Linked DNA regions of Mus musculus: regions 1, 3, 4 and 5 are each linked to region 2. A link is a contact called in public Hi-C, HiChIP or PLAC-seq and promoter capture Hi-C data. All regions are on one chromosome and are shown on one strand. Each heading gives the region's core, a stretch centred on a gene start, on an enhancer-like site or on the middle of the called end of the contact. The rest is flanking DNA. Distances are from core to core; before and after follow the strand shown. Region 1 overlaps Nhsl1 (NHS-like 1). Region 2 holds the start of Ccdc28a (coiled-coil domain containing 28A). Region 3 has its middle 26 kb from the start of Gm20655. Region 4 has its middle 35 kb from the start of Txlnb. Region 5 has its middle 18 kb from the start of Heca.

The links. Promoter capture Hi-C pulls out the DNA fragments that hold promoters and counts their contacts. A called contact is a pair of places that touch in the nucleus more often than the background predicts. HiChIP or PLAC-seq counts read pairs in DNA pulled down with a chosen protein or histone mark.
Region 1: a contact with region 2 is called in a Hi-C map of the N1E-115 cell line, with 11 times the contacts expected there. The contact joins the enhancer-like site here to the promoter of Ccdc28a in region 2. A contact is called at or near these places in 7 of 39 promoter capture datasets (embryonic stem cells, hippocampal neurons, liver and 2 more), 61 of 484 Hi-C or Micro-C datasets (the AML12 cell line, the C2C12 cell line, the CH12 cell line and 36 more), 9 of 115 datasets of contacts at active chromatin or transcription factors (astrocytes, embryonic stem cells, epiblast stem cells and 4 more) and 3 of 9 other capture datasets (adipose tissue, embryonic stem cells and pancreatic islet).
Region 3: a contact with region 2 is called in an H3K4me3 HiChIP or PLAC-seq map of bone marrow-derived macrophages, with 3 times the contacts expected there. The contact joins the enhancer-like site here to the promoter of Ccdc28a in region 2. A contact is called at or near these places in 9 of 39 promoter capture datasets (the 3T3-L1 cell line, 3T3-L1-derived adipocytes, the HPC-7 cell line and 5 more), 1 of 484 Hi-C or Micro-C datasets (bone marrow-derived macrophages) and 3 of 115 datasets of contacts at active chromatin or transcription factors (T-cell acute lymphoblastic leukemia, bone marrow-derived macrophages and large pre-B cells).
Region 4: a promoter capture Hi-C map of trophoblast stem cells shows a contact between it and region 2, with 3 times the contacts expected there. The contact joins the enhancer-like site here to the promoter of Ccdc28a in region 2. A contact is called at or near these places in 17 of 39 promoter capture datasets (the 3T3-L1 cell line, 3T3-L1-derived adipocytes, the C10 cell line and 11 more) and 2 of 115 datasets of contacts at active chromatin or transcription factors (bone marrow-derived macrophages and neural progenitor cells).
Region 5: an H3K27ac HiChIP or PLAC-seq map of thymic regulatory T cells shows a contact between it and region 2, with 2.2 times the contacts expected there. The contact joins the enhancer-like site here to the promoter of Ccdc28a in region 2. A contact is called at or near these places in 6 of 39 promoter capture datasets (3T3-L1-derived adipocytes, the C10 cell line, the HPC-7 cell line and 2 more), 2 of 115 datasets of contacts at active chromatin or transcription factors (embryonic stem cells and thymic regulatory T cells) and 4 of 9 other capture datasets (adipose tissue, liver, macrophages and 1 more).

The regions. Positions count from the first base shown.
Region 1 is chr10:18,525,825-18,528,524 of GRCm38.p6, reverse strand. Nhsl1 (NHS-like 1) reads right to left here. Exons shown (of 7, transcript NM_173390.3): 5 at 1,483-2,700; 6 at 857-989. Among named protein-coding and RNA genes, the nearest start is that of Hebp2, 19 kb to the left of the region's middle. Within about 2 kb of position 1,429, at least 100 of the 459 cell types and tissues checked have an H3K27ac peak or open chromatin away from gene starts, as enhancers often do. A contact at or near this core is called in the C2C12 cell line, the N1E-115 cell line, astrocytes and 12 more, where this site is marked.
Region 2 is chr10:18,233,658-18,236,357 of GRCm38.p6, reverse strand. Ccdc28a (coiled-coil domain containing 28A) reads left to right here and starts at 1,377. Exons shown (of 6, transcript NM_144820.4): 1 at 1,377-1,506.
Region 3 is chr10:17,859,934-17,862,633 of GRCm38.p6, reverse strand. No RefSeq gene overlaps it. Among named protein-coding and RNA genes, the nearest start is that of Gm20655, 26 kb to the right of the region's middle. Within about 2 kb of position 1,348, at least 35 of the 459 cell types and tissues checked have an H3K27ac peak or open chromatin away from gene starts, as enhancers often do. A contact at or near this core is called in bone marrow-derived macrophages, where this site is marked.
Region 4 is chr10:17,759,495-17,762,194 of GRCm38.p6, reverse strand. No RefSeq gene overlaps it. Among named protein-coding and RNA genes, the nearest start is that of Txlnb, 35 kb to the left of the region's middle. Within about 2 kb of position 1,269, at least 26 of the 459 cell types and tissues checked have an H3K27ac peak or open chromatin away from gene starts, as enhancers often do. A contact at or near this core is called in trophoblast stem cells, where this site is marked.
Region 5 is chr10:17,964,824-17,967,547 of GRCm38.p6, reverse strand. No RefSeq gene overlaps it. Among named protein-coding and RNA genes, the nearest start is that of Heca, 18 kb to the right of the region's middle. Within about 2 kb of position 1,282, at least 8 of the 459 cell types and tissues checked have an H3K27ac peak or open chromatin away from gene starts, as enhancers often do. A contact at or near this core is called in thymic regulatory T cells, where this site is marked.

The DNA.
Region 1 (2,700 bases), core at 180-2,679, 290 kb before region 2:
ACATGGTGGGATAGACATAGGAATGAACGCACAGCCTATAAAAGACCTGAATAAGCGCAAGCTAGATAAAATCCCAGCAGAAAGGAGCAAAGTGAGGGCAGAGTCCCAGCCCTCAGCAAGAAGCTACTCACAAATGATAACTACTGGGAGAGGAAAAGTCAGTTTTTTTCAAGGGAGTGCTACTGGGTATTTCAAATCACTTTCCAGGGAAGCAGCTAGGTGAGCCGGCCAACACAGATTGTATTCCATGGTTTCTAGTGGCTTTTAATTTTCATTTGAGAGAGAGAGACAGAGAGAGACAGAGAGACAGAGAGAGAGAGAGCGCAAGCATAAAGTTGGATAGGAGTAGATCTGAGAAGAGTCGGGGGACAAGAAACAGAAAGGAAACAAAGTCTTGAAGGAGGCAACAAAAAGCACTATGAAATCATGGCTTTTCTAAACAGACAACAAAAAAGTAACAATAAATAAATCAACTGAAGCACCCTTAGGAAGGTGGCTCTGTAGAGCTAGTCTATGTACAGTAAGTCACAGAACTCAGCATTCCTCACCCCAGACCGGTTCCAAATCTTGTAAACACTCAGTCACATGACTGGCACACTAGGTGCCTTGCCAGCCACAGCTGCGTCTACCAGAAGGTATCACATTCTGCCCTCGATGTCAGCACAGAATCAATGGAACAAAGTAAAACAGAAATCAAACTTTAAAAAGTAATTAATGTATAAGAACGACACTTTAAACTGAGTACTGTTAAACGAACCGTGGCTAGCCAACAGACAAAACCTCATGCAAACAGAGGAGCCCGTCCAGAAAGAAGAAATTATAAAGTATATTAAAATATGACAAAAGTTTGGGATACCTGTGAATGGCTGCAAACAGGTCTTCTGTTGTCCTGGGTTTAGTCGGAGTCAGCACCTCATCGCTTCCCTCTTCCTTAGATACATCCACGGGGTCTGAAGAGGAAGCAGCTGTGTTGGGTTCCAGCAAGCCAGCTAGAGAGAAGAAAGGCAGGCAAACATTAGACGCTGTGACTAGCACTTCAGTCCCTTGCCCGGCTCTGAAATATGCCACTTTGCTGCCATTTCCGACAGTGTGAGAACCATGGCGAAGCCCCGTGGCTCTGTAGTTTGAGTTCTTCCTGAGGTAGAAATGATACTCGCTAGCCTGACAGCCAGGGCTATTTCCTGCTACAGACTTTGGACTAAATTGCTCTTAAATTTGTTTAAGAGCGTTTCTCCTGCTACTGAATACCCAGCCTGCCTCAGACCTCCCAGCACCTCCACCCCCACCCCTCTCTTTCCCTCTCTTCTCTTAGTTTTTAAAATGCTCACAAAGCAGCTTGGGTAATGAGGTGTAAGAAGCCCACACACTGCCGGCTTTTGCCGAAGTCTAGGCTGCTTCACCTGGTTGCAAAAGAGCTCAGTAGCCCTATTTGGCTCATCTCCAGAAGATCAGAAGAGTGCAGTAGAAAGCAGCCGGCCTTACCTTCTCTGCCCTGTTGAGACAGGCAGCTCTTCGCATTTCTCTCACCATCCACACTGTTCTCGCCTGACTCTTCCTGTGTGGGGCCCGGTGATGTATTAGGTTGGACCATGGGGACATTGGCTTCCACAATGCTAGAGGATAAGGACCCTGCAGTTCCCGGTTCTAGAGCCGGACTGCCGGGGGTGGGGGCCGTAGCATGAGAGCCAGCTCGGGATGCTGGGCTGGATTTCTCCTCTTGGCTCCGCACAGCTTCCCCCTCTGCCCTGGTAGGGCTGGGCACGCCTGGGAAAGCTTCGCTCCCGTTCTCTGTGGGCTCCGCTGTGAAATCTCTCTGCGGAGGTGGTACCACCAGGAACAGTTTGGGCTTCTTAGAGATGGGGGGTGGCTTCCTGCTGGGTGAAGAGTCTGGGAGCAGAGTGGTCCTGAGGCTGGGACCCGGGCCTGGAGCTCCATCGCTGCAGCTCGGAAGGCCGCCACGCTCTACTGCACTGTCATGGTCACCCTGACTCTGGCTCTTGGCAGGCATCGGAAGCGAGCTCGTCACAGAGGCAGCCTGGCTTTCACTCTCCATTTCATTTATGCTATTTCGGGATTTGAGGAAAGCAGATGGCTTTAAGTGATACTGTGGAGCAGTCGGAGTTCGTTGTTCCTGAGCTGATGGTTCAGAAAACAGGACTGCCCCGGCACCTGAGTTCTTCCTCACTGGCCTCAACTGCACCATCTGCAAAGCTTCTGTGGTGATCAGGGGCATGGGGGGTCGGCAGCCCTCCTCCTTGTTGGCAGGCCGCCTGAGGGCCTCCCTAGAGGATTCGGACTGGCTAGAGTTTTTGAAAAAGGGCCTGTTTTCTTTCATGAGTTTGGGGTCCAGAGGCGGAGCGGGCGGGGGTTCTGATGAGGGCAAGAAAGGTGGAGGTGCTGGCACAGGAGGCAAGGATCTTGGAAGAGAGGGGCTAACTGCTGTGGGAGAAGGAGAAAGGCACCCGTCGGTGGGGGAGCAGAAGGGAACAAGGGCTTCTGGTGGTGGAGGGGGGAACATGGGAGAGGGCGGCAGAGGAGAGCCCTCGGAGCAATCTGCTAGAGGAGGAGGTGGTGGAAGAAAAGGGGACTTGTCTGCCAGACACGGAGAAGGCAGAGGGGGAAGAGGAGGAGGGGGAGGGGCAAGGGCCGAGGCCAGGGTTGTATCCAGTTTCTTCATGGTCCCACTTCCTTCGGTAGAAG
Region 2 (2,700 bases), core at 128-2,627:
TTTTCTTAAGTTCAAGTTCTTTACCCTAAAAATACCAAATTATGAAACCTAACACGTGTTCACTTTGGAAACTGGAACCATGAATGCTGTATCTGTGGGGGTTTTTTGTTTTTGTTATTTTGTTTTGTTTTTTGGTTTGTTTTTTTTAAGAATTCCAAGTTTTTGGTTTTGTTTTTCCTAATGGAAGAACATCTCATAGTATGAGTTTAAGTACTTAGTAACTCCATTTTTGCTCTGTCTCAATATAATCTCTAGACACAATTTCCTCCCTAGGTAATGGGGAGATTGAAGGACAGGGTCACCTCAATCTAAGAAAGTCGGAATCTAAAAAGTCCCATCTTCCCTCTGAGAAGGCATCCACATCAAGGAGGGAAAGGTAAGTTTTCTTTAGTTTAGGGTTGAGCCTTCTCTCTTAGCCCTCAATTCCTAATCCCGGGGATGAAGTGGGGAGTCAGGCAGCAAGTCTGATTAGCCTTTCTGAATCTCAGAATCATTTCATTTGTTTTCTTTCTTTCTTTTTTTTTTTTTTTCTTTTCGGTTTTTTCGAGACAGGGTTTCTCTTTATAGCCCTGGCTGTCCTGGAACTCACTTTGTAGACCAGGCTGGCCTCGAACTCAGAAACCCGCCTGCCTCTGCCTCCCAAGTGCTGGGATTAAAGGCGTGCGCCACCACGCCCGACCTCAGAATCACTTCTAAAACGGGGATTTTGACATTACCTTAAAGGACTGTAGTGAGGTAAAGTGGGACGAGTGACACATACCCGTATGAGAAGCGCAGGCAGGAAGATCTCAACAACATAACCGGTTCCTGAGCAGTGTCGGCTATACGAGACTTGGTCAAAAAAAGGCAAAGAAAACGAAGAAAGACTGATAGACAGACAGACAGGTACACAGAAAACCTAAACGCACTCACCCCACCCCCACCACACCCAACTGCAATGCTTGGATACTGGCTATTTACAGAATCACACTTGGCGGCACAGCATCAGGGATGCTGAACCCAATACCGCTTCTCAAGCCAAACTAAAAGCAGCCAATCCGAGGTGTGGATCCGCCGCAAGGGGACAATAGGCTCCGCCTTCGATTTGTTCGAAAGGCATGCTGGGAATTGCAGTGCATGGGGCGGTCCTTCACCGAGGTGGCTGGCCGCTTCCGGTGAGGACAATATACAGCCAGTTTCCATGAGGCCATGAGACAGGCAGAAGTGGAGTGGCCAACAACAACTCCTCTTTCCCGCAGCCGCTGGAGCCATACCTGAAGGCGGCTATGGGAAGACGGAGCCCAAAGCAGAGACGCGAGCATCGCTAAGGGACCTGGGAGAGGCGGGGCTTTTCGCCTCTCGGAGGGCCCCGCCCAGATTACGTCACTTCCGTAAACAAAGGGCGCTTGCCTGGGTTTGTGACCCAGGCAGACGAGCTGGGCTCTTGATGCAGCCCTGGCGGAGGCTTTGAACGCTCTCTTACTTTTCCTAGCCGAGGAAGGGTAACCACAGCCTTTTCTCCCTCCGGTATGTAATGGGGTAAGGGGACCCCGCAACCTGTTCATTCGAGCCCCTCAGCACCTGCTCTGGTCACCGCTGAGTGTAGATGGGTCATCGCAGGGCTGGGTTGCGGAAGGGAAATGAATGAGGCAAAGTCCAGAGGCACCTCTGGTGATTCTGGTTGGCAGCGAGGCCTGACATTCAACCGTGAGCAGTTCGTCCCCTCTGGAAAGGTCCCTCGTGTTTGTCATACAAGAAGGATTTCAGGGTCTTGTGACAGATGTTATCTTTCAGAAAAGAGGACATCGCAAGCTTGGTCCCTCGGGGACCATTGGTTTATTGGCGATGCTTTATGTATTAACTGGTTTTTGCTTTTTCCTCCTCTTTTGTTACCAAATGTGTATTAGCATCCATAGATTTGAAGGTTAGCGTGTTTATATGTATCACCAATTATACAGATCCTCATCTCTTGGAAACCTGCTCCGTCATCTTCAAAGTTTTATTTAATCTGTATTACAGCTAAACAATTCCCGAATGACTCAAGTGGATTCGCTCTTGGTATCTGAGACAAGAGACTGAATGCTGTACCCTTTTCCAAGAAAAACCCACATCAGCTAGCAAAACAAAAATAAATTACCTGTATAATTCCCGACTAATTCTTTTAGGAGTGACAGAAGTCAGTTTCAGTCTTTTAAAATAGTCATGGCAGGACTAAATTCAACACTTTTAGATTTTAAATTTTATTAGATGACTGTGTACAGGTGCACACTGTGCCCCTGGAGGCCAGAAGAGGGCACTGGATACCTTGGGACAGAAGTTACTGTCATAAGCAGCATTGTTGGGCCTGGAAATCAAAAGAGACCTCCGAAAAGAGTAGTCAGTGCTCTTAACTGCAGAGCCATCTCTTAAGCCCCACAGTATTTTTTAAACGACCAGAGATCCTGAGTTCAATTCCCAGAAACCACATGATGGCTCACAATCATCTGTAATGGGATCTGATGCCCTCTTCTGGTGTGTTTAAAGAGAGTAACACTATACTCACATACATAAAGTAAATCTTTTTAAATTCATAGTGCAGTTAACGATTTGAAGGGGGGAACAGGTATGCATTTTCTGACACTTTTTTGTGATAAATTAATAATAGAATTAAGAAAATTCAAATCGAAAGAGCTAGACTTGTGGCACATGCCCATCCTTCCAGGACTCACTCAAGAGCCGAGG
Region 3 (2,700 bases), core at 99-2,598, 370 kb after region 2:
TATATATATATATATATATATATATATATATACATACATATATATGTGTGTGTGTGTGTGTGTGTGTGTGTGTGTGTGTGTTAGCAAAAGAGGTCAGACACAAAATGCTTTTACAAAACATAAAACACACCTACTACCACACACATGCATATATAGGCAAAGAAAGCATTCATGAAGGAGAGTTCCTCTGGAGAAGAGGAAGAGAAACCTGAGATGCTAGGTGGATCTTTTACTGCTCCCACTATCATCCCCCCACTACAATCCCCCCACATCCTTATCCTCTGCAAGATCAGCAAGTGCTCTTAACCACTGAACCATCTCTCCACCCTTTTGAGTTGAGTTTTTAAGAACATCTTCTGTGGGAATTCTGCAGCTGCCACTGTCTCTGAGTGAAATACCTTATCAGGTGTTCTGCTGTAGTATTTTAGCCCTGAGACAGAACTGAGAGTAGCAGAGGGGCTCTATGATTGACAGTCCCATTCACACTGAAGGGAACCTGGGCAAAAAACTTCCTTTGAGGATGGGATGCAGATACCATATGTGTACTGTGTGCTAAGTAATTTTCAATTTTGCATACCAGAGACTTGGTCAAATTGTCCACTTCTTGAATAAACTACAACTGGACAAGCAATAGAGAGAAAACCTAACTCTCACCAACACTCTATGTCATTACCAATATTTGCCATCATCCTCGATGATATTAGATGTTATCAACATTTGAAATTTCTTTAGCCTAATGAACAAAAGTGATAGTATCTGGCGCCTTTTACTCATTTATATTTCTTCTACACTTTGTCCTATGTGGCAGAGATCTTACAAATGGTATTGAGGGCACCTGCAAACATGATGGTCTCTGTTAAGAAGGCAGCTTTACCACTGGCGTTATTTAGGATTGAAGTAAAGAAAAATAAGCAGTCAGCCTGGTAGTCTGTTTTACTAACGCTTTCACTGTCTACAGACAACACATCTCCTGTGCGTGGATCCACTGTCTGCACGCTTTCCTCTGACTGGTTTGCTTTGTTTAACACTCGGTAATATTTCTATGTGCATTCTGGACACTGATGTTTTCTCAATCTTTGTTATTGTATTTTCATTTTGTTTATTGTTTATTTAGATTTTCTCCCCATATCTCTAGAAGATAATCAATTCCTTGAATGGCGGGCTAGAGACATTGCTTTAAATTACTCCCTGATTGAGTTAGAAGATTCTTATATCCGTCCCTTAATAATGTCAGAGAAGCAGCCAGATCCAGCTGTGAAAGTACAGCCAGTCAATACTAGATATTTTTAGGAGATGAATTGTATCACAGCAAAAAATCTCCCCACAGAAAGAATGAGTCACGAAGATGACAGATTGCTGGTACGATTTGCAATAAACTCTGGCTTGCCACTTTCTGACTCACTGATTAAAGCATAAATGGATTAAAACCATTTCTCTTTGGCTTTTAGTTTAGGGAAACATTGTTACTATTCAGTGTTACTATTCAGGGGTTTGGTTATAACTGCAGGGTAGTGAGGCAGAGAGATTGAAGAGACTGTAATTTGGACTTTAACACTGTCACTAGGGTAAGAGACTGTAACCAAGGCTGAGCTTCTCTCTCCCCAAGGAAGACAGACATGAAGATAGCTTGCTTGCCAGAAGCCCCCTGCTCCTTGCTCCAGCTGTAGGTCTCTGTGAGGAATGGCATAGAGAATTTCTCAAGACATACTCTGTGCCTTCCTGGGGACGAGAGCTGTGCATCTGTGGTAGTTGTCACTGTGGGCTTGTGGCATGTGCAATGATGTAACAAACAGCTCCACCGTACTTGTGGCCTCACCCATCTGCCTGTTTGTTCAGAAGGTAGATAGCCAACAACACAAGAAAGAAAAGCAACCAAACCAAACAAACCCAGTAAGCTTTGTGAAGCTGTAAGCCAAGGAGGATTTATTGAGCAAATCAAAGGGCAGCAAGATGTGATCCTCTGAAAACAACCCATTAACCACAGGATCCAAATCACACCTTCAAAGGTGAGCTTTCAGTCCCCCTCCCCAACACATATTCATGTCCACACACACACATACACACTCACACATATACTCTGACACACACACACACACACACACACACACACACACACACACACTCACAGACACACTGTATACAAAAGTATAGCTATACATACTTATATAAATGTTAATTTTTATGCATATATAGGGCCACATCTGGCCACAAACATTCATGAACAACTACATGCATACTTGCACAGAACTACACATATGCAGCAGCACATATGATACACACTCATGCATAGACTTATACACACACAAAAAATAGTCACGTACTCTTAGAGAGCATTCATTTTCAGGAGAGTGCTCTCTACTTGGAGATTTGGGGATTCCATTTGTAACAAAAGTGTTTTAAAAGTTTATCTTTCCTGTACTGGGGCATATAAAGTTTGCGTGTCCAATGGGCCTCTCTTTCCAGTGATGGCCGACTAGGCCGTCTTTTGATACATATGCAGCTAGAGTCAAGAGCTCTGGGGTACTGGTTAGTTCATAATGTTGTTCCACCTATAGGGTTGCAGATCCCTTTAGCTCCTTGGGTACTTTCTCTAGCTCCTCCATTGGGAGCCCTGTGATCCATCCATTAGCTGACTGTGAGCATCCACTTCTGTGTTTGCTAGGCCCCGGCATAGTCTCACAAGAGACAGCTACATCTGGG
Region 4 (2,700 bases), core at 20-2,519, 470 kb after region 2:
GAGACAAATGGATAGCAGACGGCCAACTCCTCCGCAGGCTGGAAACCTTACAAAGTTTACTCCAGTTTCAGGATAATCCATGATTATTTCTTCAGTCACAATGTGTTAGTACTTATATATAAATAGAAGAGGATTTAACAACTGTATAACATTAAAATAGAATAATGTTTTACAGTCAATAACAATAATATTGGAAGTCCTTTTCAATAATTAAAACAAGGGGATCTTGGAGTTCAGTAACAATCCACCCAGGCAAAAAAAAAAAAAAAAAAAAAAAAAAAGGGCAAGTTTCCAGCTGAGAGGCACTGTCTCAAAGCAGATAGCAGTGGAGGAAATTAAGCAACATCTTGCTTTATCCTTTACATACATACGTACATACACTTGTGCACTGACATGCATGTAACACACACAAACACACTATATGAGCCAATTCTAATGCAAACACATGAGGGTCTTTATTAAGAGCTCTCAAGCAAGGACTCTCACCATCACCATCTACTTGGAGTGAGAGCCCCTAATCTAGGGGTACAGGGTATTTATTGTGCTTACAGCAAGCTTGGGGAATTTTCATATGGTCTGCAAGTTAATATTTTAAAATCTGCGTTTCTGGTTTAATCTGCAGGAACCAAACATGGGGGGGGGGGGCAAAAACATCTGACAAACAGGATGGCCAGGTTATCTATTCTCTGCAGGATGTCTTAGGTTATCTCTGTGTACCTTGACCCTGCCTTTGTAGCCTGGCTGGCTGTTGTTAAGGGGGGTGGGTGGGGGGGGGAGTGCCATTGGATGTTTGCTCAAGAGGACTTTGTGATTTTCTTCCTGGAACTGGAGTTCAGCCCCTGGTCTCAGACAAAATGAAATGGAGTTTCTTCAAAACCAGAGTTGGTTGGGCTTTACACTGACATCTTCATAACTGGGAAAAGAGGTGGACTGTGTCTGCTCAGGCCAGAACTTACTCCTGACGAAATGAATCACAGGAAAAGGAATTTAAGTTTAGGGTAAATAGCTTCTGACTCAAGACAGCTCTGGGCAGGACGGCAGCAACTGAATGCAAATAACTCAGTCTGAGAGCCTTAAGCACGCTGTGCAATGGTAAAGATTGTTCTGTGGAAAGGAGTATGACTCTAATGAAGGATGGTCTTAGTCTCAGGAAGTTGCCATTTCTCTAGGTCTGGTTAGGGCAGGCCAAGTGGAAAGCCTGGAGCCCAGGACAGGAGGGCCAGGGACCCAGCTGCTTGTCTTCTGCCTGGACTGCCCTGCAGATGGCAGCACCACAGATGGCTTCGCGATCTCCAAGGACGATCAGAGTTTGACCTTGGAGGACCTCCCACTTAAGGGACGCAGAGGTCAATAAACTAACAGAAAGTATTCTTTGGTTAGTAGATCTGTAAAACTTCCTATTTGGGCTGTGGATGAACAATTTCAGCCTTATCACGTATCAATTATTCATGTCTTTTATAAAAAGCCTCCTATTTTACACTGAGTAAAATTTTATAACAAAAATTTTCTCTACAGATTACAAGGTGTGTAACTCCTGCTTGTTATTGTTGATGTCGCCAAATGAATCTCATTCCCTAGTATCCGCTCTTGAGTTGTCCTCTCTGTCACTGACTCTCAACATGGCTCTGTGATTGGTCTTAACCGATGGACTATCAAGGAGTGATGTAAGAAGTCTGATATATACACTTGGCACATAAGAGCCTTTCTTGCTTCTGTGGACATGTATTGAAGTCTGAATGGCCACCTGAAAGATGAAGCTGCAAAGAGGGAGGAACTCGGCCATGTTACTTGTCCTGGGTGAGACAAACACTCAGATGAAGCCCTGCGGGGGTCTAGCCCCAGCAGTCAGACAGGTCTCCGCAGAGGAGATGAGGAACAGGCAGAGGGAGTGATGGATGGATGAGTCAGAGACTGTGGCTGGAGAATCTTGCATCTCTGACTGACTAGCCACCAGGATGCTCCTTCATTTATACAGATTCCACAAGAGGCAAACTTGTGACTTTAAAAGAAACACAGATCATGCCATTTCGTCCCTGGACAAGTGTCACAAGTACTGAGAGAAAAGATATTATCAACCTCAAATCACTTTAGACTACGCAAGCATTTATGACATGTGACGTTCTATTCTTTGGGAAAGTGAGACATTAAACAGATAGAAAAACCTGTGAGTCAGTCTAGGCAAGTTCCCAAGCTTTGAACAATGCACAGGGCAGGGCTTGAAGGACAACTTATGAGATAGCCTAGCTAAAAGTCTGAAAGCTCTCTCTCCCAGGCTGCAGGCTGCATTGTTTTATCTTTGTTTTTTTTAGTTAAAAGGCCTCACTGTAACAATGTGAGCCAGTCTCCTTATGATTGTCAAATTTTTATATTTCTTTTATATTACTTTTATATTATTTCTATATGTTATCAAAGATTATTTTAGGCAAGCTAACTCTGTTATTAGGTTTTTGTTTTCTGTGGGCAATGTCCTGTAGACTACATATAGGAGGAAGCCTGTAATCTGAGCTGTTGCCAAATCTATTGTTTCTGAGTTTGCTTAGGGTCAGGTGTGCCGAGAGCAATTCTGGGGCTCTGGAACTTTTTGTGTGCTTTTCATAATATTCGTGGCAAGGAAGATGCTGGATAAGGCCGGATAAGGTTACTTCTTTGAGAGCATAAATAATTTTCTGGGTAAAGACACAAATGAATCATAATGTAAAA
Region 5 (2,724 bases), core at 33-2,532, 270 kb after region 2:
GTTTAGATGCTAATCCTGCTAGGGACACTCTGTTAGAGTAGAAACAACGTTTTATCATCTATCTGAGCAGTTCTGAACCCAATCAAGATGATATTACAACATTTACCATCACAAGAGCTGAAACAGAAAGACCATTTCATCTCACTTGTTTGTGTAAATTGGCTGCAAAGAATTTGACTCACCCAGATCATAGGACTGAGAACCATTAAAAAAATGTCTACTTACTAACCTCAAGATGTTTGGAATATCCTAGAAAATAAATGAAAGGTCCTCTTCTTTTATTTTGAATAGCACAGCAGAACAAGCCTACAGATCATTAAAACAGCCACAATCTAGTGGGTGTGCTTCTGTTCTGAAGTCATGAAGTCAAGGTTAGCTCCTACAATGCTTCTTAGATTGGGTAAATATTTATGCAAGCAAGCAAGACATAATTAGTTTAATTATCACAAAAGTCAAATTGTGAGAACCGTTGTTCTCTGGAGTAAAGAGAAAAGCACTACTTTACACTTAAGTATATTCTTTCTCTTTCAGTTCTAACGATTTTTGTTAATTATTTTTCCTCTGTATTTCGCTGTATGATGAGTGTGTGAGTATGAGAGCCACAGCCTGCTTGTGGACATCAGAAAACAACTGTTGCGAGCTGCTTCTCTCCTATAGGCTCACGCTCAGATGGCCAGGTTTGCACAGCAAGCATTTTATCACTGAACTATCTTGTTAATTACATTTAGTTATCATTTCCCAGTGTAAGGGGGCGGGGGGAGATAAACCTGGCTATTTAGAGTAATAAACAGTTCTCAAGTCCTTCATAGTAGTCTGGATCACTCTATTACAGCTTTTGAGCAATGGAAAGAAACACAGCTCAACTGTTATCCCAAAAGAAGTCATTATGTTAGTAAATTATGAATTAGCTTCCCAAAGTGAACAATCTATCTCATGAATTTATGTTTAGAAAAACCCAAAGCAAGTAGAGAATCTGGTAGTTTTCTGAACACAAAGGGAGAGGAGAGTTAGAAATGCAATAGCTGCAAAAGCTTCAAAGGTATCAGAAAGACTGGTATGTGCGTGCGTGGTGTGTGTGTGTGTGTGTGTGTGTGTGTGTGTGTGTGTGTGTGTATGTGTGTGTGTTCCTGCTACTTTTTCCATTGGAGCCAGAAAAAAGCATTCATCAACCATTTTTCTATTCTCTAAGGAGAAGTTCTGGGACTGCCTATAGGCAGGAGAAAAACAAGAGAAGATAAGATCTTAACTAAGGTCACAAGAGCAGATGTTTGCTTCTAACGTCAAAAGCAGGAGAAGTGGTATCGTTTCAGAGTGTTGCTTTTAAAAGTTGAAGTTCTACCCAAGGCTGGAACAATGTACACATCTCCTGAGACCTTTGATTATAAGCAAGAATTTTGACCAAAAGTGTATTTGACTAAAAGTAAGTCCTGTCCTCTAATACTTTCAAAACCTGTTGAGAAGAAAATTTCCCTAAGTCTTTAACTTTGAAGCTCTCTATTTCAAGTCTGCCTAGGGAGTCTCTAGGGATGAAGTCAACATAGGAAAGCAAATGGTAATAGGTATACGTGGTTTGAAAAAAATACCACAGTTTCATACCTTCTGCATATACTGATGCAGTACACAAATCTCACAAATGCTGGAATGGAAAAGTGCATTTGTGTCAACTTTTCACCACTATAACACCTTGTAAGGAAAGAAAAAATGATTTGCTTCCAATTCTGGAGGCTTCAGTCCATGATTGCTTCATGTCATGGTGGTCATGTATGTCAGAACAAAAACCTTTTGCTTCAGGGCCAGGAAGTAAAGCAGATTAAGAAAAGGAGGCTGGGTTCCTATTACCTGCCTTGAAGCACTCCCCAAAGGCCTGGAGACCTACTAGACTCCACCTCCAAAAGTTCTACCACCTTCCAATAGCCTGAAAGTTGGAACTGGCTTTTAACATAAGGGCCTCTGGGAAACATTTAGATCTAAACAATAGCATTCTCATATTAAAGTTCTCTCAATTTCCTACTTCTGGGATCTAGGATATATAAATCATCATTATATATCTAAAACTTTCTCTGCTAACTATAGCATCTTCCAGAAAGCAAAGCTAGGATCAACAGGTACAAACTATAAGGATGTACAATTACTTTTGCCACAAAGAGAAACTTTGTTGTGTCTGAAGAGATAGCCTGGTAGTTAGAGCACTTGCTTCTCTTTCAGAGGACCCAGATTTCTCAACCATTTGCGCTTCCAGTTCAGGAGATCCAAAGTTCTCTTCTGACCCCTGAGGAAATCAGATATGCATGTAGTACATATACATACATACATACATACATACATACATACATACAAACAGGCAAACCATGGATTGAAACATTGGAGTTTGGTTGGTAAAGTTCATGTTTGGATCTTAGCAACCTTGTAAAAGTTGGTGGTGCAGCGTCTATAAGCCTAGGGCTGGGAGGCAGAGACAAAGAATTCTCAGGCAATCCAGTCAATCAGTGAGTTCCAGCTTCGGTATGAGATCCAGTTTCAGAACTATAACGTGGAAAATGACTTAGAAAGACATCAATGCTGACACGCCTGGCATCCACTGGTGCATGTCTACACACATCTATGTAAACTCTTATATAAACCAACCCTCCACACACACGCACCCAAAACATTGATATTTGAATATGTATACATTCTGTGTGACTTAAGTTCTTAAGGTGCATGGCAGATACTAATTTCAAATGA